Regions from separate parts of the Triticum aestivum genome. Here region 1 is linked to region 2. The links are chromatin contacts, called in public Hi-C maps. All regions are on one chromosome and are shown on one strand. Each heading gives the region's core, a stretch centred on a gene start, on an enhancer-like site or on the middle of the called end of the contact. The rest is flanking DNA. Distances are from core to core; before and after follow the strand shown.

The links. A called contact is a pair of places that touch in the nucleus more often than the background predicts.
Region 1: a contact with region 2 is called in a Hi-C map of leaf, with 2.7 times the contacts expected there. The contact joins the promoter of LOC123108058 here to the promoter of LOC123105431 in region 2. A contact is called at or near these places in 3 of 5 Hi-C or Micro-C datasets (all in leaf).

The regions. Positions count from the first base shown.
Region 1 is chr5A:625,342,915-625,345,771 of IWGSC CS RefSeq v2.1, reverse strand. LOC123108058 (PRA1 family protein E) reads left to right here and starts at 1,315. Exons shown (of 1, transcript XM_044529917.1): 1 at 1,315-2,499. The coding sequence starts at 1,497. The coding sequence ends at 2,198.
Region 2 is chr5A:625,067,692-625,070,431 of IWGSC CS RefSeq v2.1, reverse strand. It overlaps LOC123105431 (trihelix transcription factor ASR3), which reads left to right and starts at 1,263. Exons shown (of 1, transcript XM_044527491.1): 1 at 1,263-2,652. The coding sequence starts at 1,351. The coding sequence ends at 2,430.

The DNA of each region.
Region 1 (2,857 bases), core at 66-2,565, 280 kb before region 2:
TTGGTTTTGTTTGAATGTGGATGCATAAATCTTCACATCTTCATCTCGTTCGGTAGTTGGCGTGGTGGCGTAGGACCATGTAGGTAGGTGTCGTGTAGGTCGCCCCGATGCTTTCATGACATCACTACACCAAAATTTATAGAAGCACCGATTCTTCATTGCATCGCCACTCTGGAGCTGGATGAAGATTTTCACAATGAAGAAACGAAAACACTAGCAATCATTCGGCGGTTGCTAGGGCGCTTCGGCCTCGTCGTCCAAACGACGTGTGTCCTCGTGGGCCCATGGAGACGCCCCTCTCTCTCTCTCTCATCCAACCTTACCCCTCTCTTCCCTAGCCCATCTTATCTTCTCTCCTTATTCATCTCTCAATTCTTCCTCATGCCCTCTCTCAGTTCCCTCCATTGCAAAGTCAGATCATTTCCTTCTCCTATATTTTCGTTCCCATCCTCAACCATACCTCCTGCACGAGAAGCGTTGCTGCGAGAAAGGCCAACCGCCGCAACCGACCATCGATGTTGCAAAGCGGCGTCCGTGCTTCGATAACATCGGTGGTGCTCCTCTGACAAGCTTCTGCAACAAGGCTTATGTTTATGAAACATGCGTGTTGTTGCACTGGTTTGCAGCTGAGCTATGTTTCTTAAACATTTGGTGTTGTTACAATGATGTGCAAACAGGGACACGTGTTTAAAACCCATGTGATGTTGCAACGGTGGTCGCGGTTCATTTCCGCAACATGGGTATTGTTTTTAAAAAAACCCGGTTTAGAGAGATTGCAACAGGGCTCCTGTTGCAGAAGGCCGAGCTCAACATAGATCTTGTTTTAAAGGAAAAAATAAAGGTTCATGGAGAGATCGCAACAAGGCTCCTGTTGTAGAAGACGGAGCCCAACACAAATAACTTGTTATAAAGGTTGATACTCATGGCTATTCGGGGCGCCATACAACGCTGCCAAGACGGTCGGTCCTTTTAGATTATCACCCGGCCGATGCGTAGCGCTGCCCCCCAAACAATTAGCTATGAATAGGAGTTTTGTATTACTAAATCTAAAACATGAATGCTCGGCCAGAAAGTTGTGAACACACTGTACTCGTTCCACGCTAATACGCCGCAAATTAACACGTCTACTTAAATGCGATTAGGACATTCTGGCTTGTTGCATATGAGCCGTGACATGGACGTGTGTTTGTTTGTCGAAGGAGCCATTCCCAGCCGCTCGATCGGATCTGCCGACGTCCCAACCAGTCGCTCCGATACACCATTAATAAATTAGCCCGCGAATTGGCCAATTGGGTTCATAAAAATCCCCAAAAGCAAACTTTTCCCTTTGCCCTGCTCCTCCGTCCAGCCAGCCAGCCAGCCAGATCCACTCGACAAAAACCGATCGATCGATCGACCGAGGCCAGCCAGCAACAGCAATCAATCACGGCACGAGCACGATCCCCCGATCCATCCCCCCTCCCCGCCACCACCTAGGGTTCGTCCCTCCCTCCGCCATGTCCTCCTCCACGGCCTCCTGGTCGCGCTACGGCGCCGTCCCGGCCCCGCCCCCGCCGCCGCGGCCCGACGCGAACGGCGGCTTCGAGGCGGCGCCCTCCCCCTCCTCCTCCCCCGCCTCCCCGCCGGCGGCGACCGCGGCGGAGGCGGGGGTGGCCTTCTTCTCGCGCGCGGGGGCCAGCGCCGCGGCCGCCGCGGCCGTCGGCCGGCCGCGGGCCTGGCGGGAGGTGCTGGACCACACGGCCTTCTCGCGCCCGGAGACCTGCGGCGAGGCGCGCGCCCGGGCCCGCCGCAACCTCGCCTACTTCCGCGCCAACTACGCGCTCGCGGCGCTCGTCCTCGTCTTCCTCGGCCTCGTCTACCGCCCGCGCTCCATGCTCGCCTTCCTCGCCCTCTTCGTCGCCTGGCTCGCGCTCTACTTCGGCCGCGGCGGGGACGCGGGCCCGCTCGTCTGCCTCGGCCGCGACGTCGACGACCGCGTCGTGCTCGCCGTCCTCTCCGCCGCCACCGTGCTCGCCGTCGCGCTCACCCGCGCGGGGCTCAACCTGCTCGTCTCCCTCGTCCTCGCCTCCGCCCTCATCGGCGTGCACGCCGCCTTCCGCATGAACGTCTACCTCGACGAGAGGGACGCCTTCGACGGGGACGCCGCCGTCTCCTCATTCATGGGCAGCACCTACGGCTACAGCACGCTCCCGAGATGAGGCATTCGATTCGATCCAAGGGCGTTTCTTCCGATCCTCTGTTCTTCGAGGATGTAATGCTACGGAAATTTCAGTCTTCCTAGTCTGTATGAGGTGTATAGGATCTTGTTTGCTTTCCCTTTTGCGGGGAGTTTTGATTTGTTTGTAGTCAGTCCACTTGGTGTTCAAGTGAAATTCTTAAGCTGATTGTGATGATCTGAAGCTGTTTTTTCAAGGGAAATTTTGTAAGATGTTGCTCCAAGGTGTAAATCATCCCTACTACTGACTAGTGATGGAAATAAAGCTTGTGAAATTCAGTGTATCTTGCTATGTTCTTATGTACCATTTTGAATTAACTAACAGAGTAACAGGGCCAACACAGAAGATTGATTCTTGGAAAAGCTGATACATGAAAGAGATCAGCTGATAGGTAAGCTCCAGAGTTGGGTTCATATTGCTACTATGTTTTCTTCTCTTCACAACTTTGGAGAACAACAATTGTTTTCGATGATGCTAAATCCTCATTCATAAATTCTGATGTATGTCTACACTAACATAGTAACAGGTCAGCAAAGGAGATTCTTAAGGAAGTGGATACATGAAAGAGATCAAGTGACAAAGTGAGCTCAAGAGTTGGTATCATGTGACTAGTAAAAAAGGTAGAATGCTACCTGTATTTT
Region 2 (2,740 bases), core at 14-2,513:
CATCACGTTACAATAGATGGCACCAAGAAAATAAAAATATACAACCATGACACCAAGCATGTGTACACGTACATGAAGATAAATGACATGTACAAAACTTGAAGCTGCAGTCAAAACTACTAAAACTACTGAAAATACAGTCAAAACTACTAAAACTGTAGTCAAATGCAACTGCACTATTGAAACTGCAGTCAAAACTGTACTCAAAACTACTAAAACTACTCTGAATTCAGTCCAAATTCAGACTAGTTATACTGCAGTACTAAAATTACAGTAAAAGTTCTGTACAAATGCTGTCAAAATTCAGAGTATTTATACTGTATACTAAAACAACAGTCAAAATTCAGAGTTAACACTCTTCAGCAGTCAAATTCGGTCAAAAACGTCACGTTCTGTTTCTATAAAACAATCATCACTACAAGCACAATGCAAATTCATCTACTTTATTTCTGAAATTAACAGGCCAGTCATCTGCACGTTCTGTTTCTATAAGACAATCATCAGTACAAGCACAATGCAAATTCATCTACTTTATTTCTGAAATTAACAGGCCGGCCATCTGCAAATTAGCCCATTTTAATATCAAAACAACAGAGCTATCACGAACACATGATGCAATCAAGCCTCGTCCTTAACACGAACATTACTACGGTAAGCATACCTGAAGCCATCGCTTGATTCTGACAAAGATGGACTCGCGACGATTGAGGGCAGCGTAGCCCTAACCGCGGAATACGACAGACCGCGCGCTTCCTCTATCCCATGCTAAGGTGACGTCAAGTGAGAGAGACGGTGGCCGCCGCCGGCGACGACGGGGACGCAATTGCAGTAGGTGTGGATGGCGGCGCTGCGGCCTTTCCGGTTTCCTGTCTGCACTAGGAAGGCGAAACATGACGAAGACGAACGCCCACTTATTTCAGCGACCAGCTGCCATATAAGCACGCCACGTCAGTGACAAATCAGTGCCTAATCGCAAAATCAGATGCAAAACCACTCTTGATGTGACACTAAACCACTCAGGGGGAGATTAAACCGGTATTGACATTTTTGGGGTCTAAATCAGACCAAAATCGACTTTGGGGGGTTACGGAGACATTGGACAGGATTTGAGGGTGAAAACTATACTTCTTTCTTTATGAAAGGGCCGACACGGGCCGTGCCATGTCAGGCCCTTTTACAGCCGGTCCGGCCCACGTGACCCTTTTACACCACCCGCTTCATTCGCTCATTCGCTCAAAAGGAAAAAGAAAAAACACCACCCGCTTCAACGCCGTCAAATCGACTTCCGCCCACAATCCCTAAAAGAAACTTGCGCCCACCAAATCACGCGTTCCCCACTCCGTTCCCCTCATGTCCAGCGCCGGCGACCCCGCCGGTGCGGCGGCCGCGGCGGCGCCCAACCCGTCGGTGCGCGCCCCGAGGCTGCCCCGCTGGACGCGGCAGGAGATACTGGTGCTCATCGAGGGCAAGCGCATGGTTGAAGTCCGCGGCGGCGTGCGCGGCGGGAGGGGGCGCCTGGCGGCGGCGGCGGCGGCCGGGGCAACCGGGGAGGGGGCGGCGGCGGCGCTGGAGCCCAAGTGGGCCGCCGTCGCGGAGTACTGCCGGCGGCATGGCGTGGAGAGGGGGGCCGTGCAGTGCCGGAAGCGGTGGAGCAACCTCGCTGGGGACTGGAAGAAGATAAAGGAGTGGGAGCGGGCGGCCGCCGGCGCGCGGGAGCCCTCGTTCTGGGCCATGCGCAACGACGCGAGGCGGGAGCGCCGGCTCCCTGGCTTCTTCGACCGCGAGGTGTACGGCATACTCGAAGGTCGAGGTCGGGGGGTCGTCGCCGGCAGCAGCTCCGGTGGTGGTGCCGCCGTGGAGGAAGTAGGGGTGGTGCGCATGGAGGAGGATGATGATGAGGAGACGGGGGAGGAGGAAGAGGAGAGAGGGAAGGGGAAGGAGGTGGCAGTGGCAGTGGCAGTGGAGACCGTGTTTGACAGTGGCCGGCCCGCCGGGGAGGAGGTCCTCTTCTCGGAGGAGGAAGATGCTGAGACGCCAGAGGCGACGCCGGCACCACCGCCGGCGGTCATCGCCTTGCCGATTTCCGAGAATTCGGAGGCATCAAGGCAACAGAGCGCACAGCAAGGCACAACAAAAGACAGGCAAGGAGGGCATCAAGGCAGCACCAAGACAGGAGGCTCACCGACTCTGCAGCAGAGCGGGCAGAAGAGACAGCGAACCGGCAACGACAGTGAGCCCAGAGCAGAAGGCATAGCAGACAAGCTGCTGGAGATCCTAGAGCGGAACAGCCAGATCATGACGGCGCAGCTGGAGGCGCAGAACATGAACTCGGAGCGCGACCGCGAGGAGAGGAGAGAGCAGGCCAACAGCCTCGCCGTGGTGCTCGGCAGGCTCGCCGATGCTCTTGGCAGGATCGCCGATAAGCTCTAGCTACCTGGACTGGAGCCGCATGCCTGGACAGAAGAAGTTGGGTGTACAGATTGGTATAGGAGGATGATTCTCTCCTGGCATTTGATTCCTTTTTCTCTTTGTGATAAACTGGTTCCGGAATTCAGTCCGGAAGGGTGGGGGATTTATCATGTACTGTATGTAGGGTGATATAAGGTTATATATAATATATATATACTGTCATTCAGGTGATCTTATTCTGAACTAGAGAGATCTTGATTGTGTATGCGTCGTGTGCTGAAATGGAAATATTCCGTATGCATGTTTTGCTGGGTAAAAAAGAATGATTTCT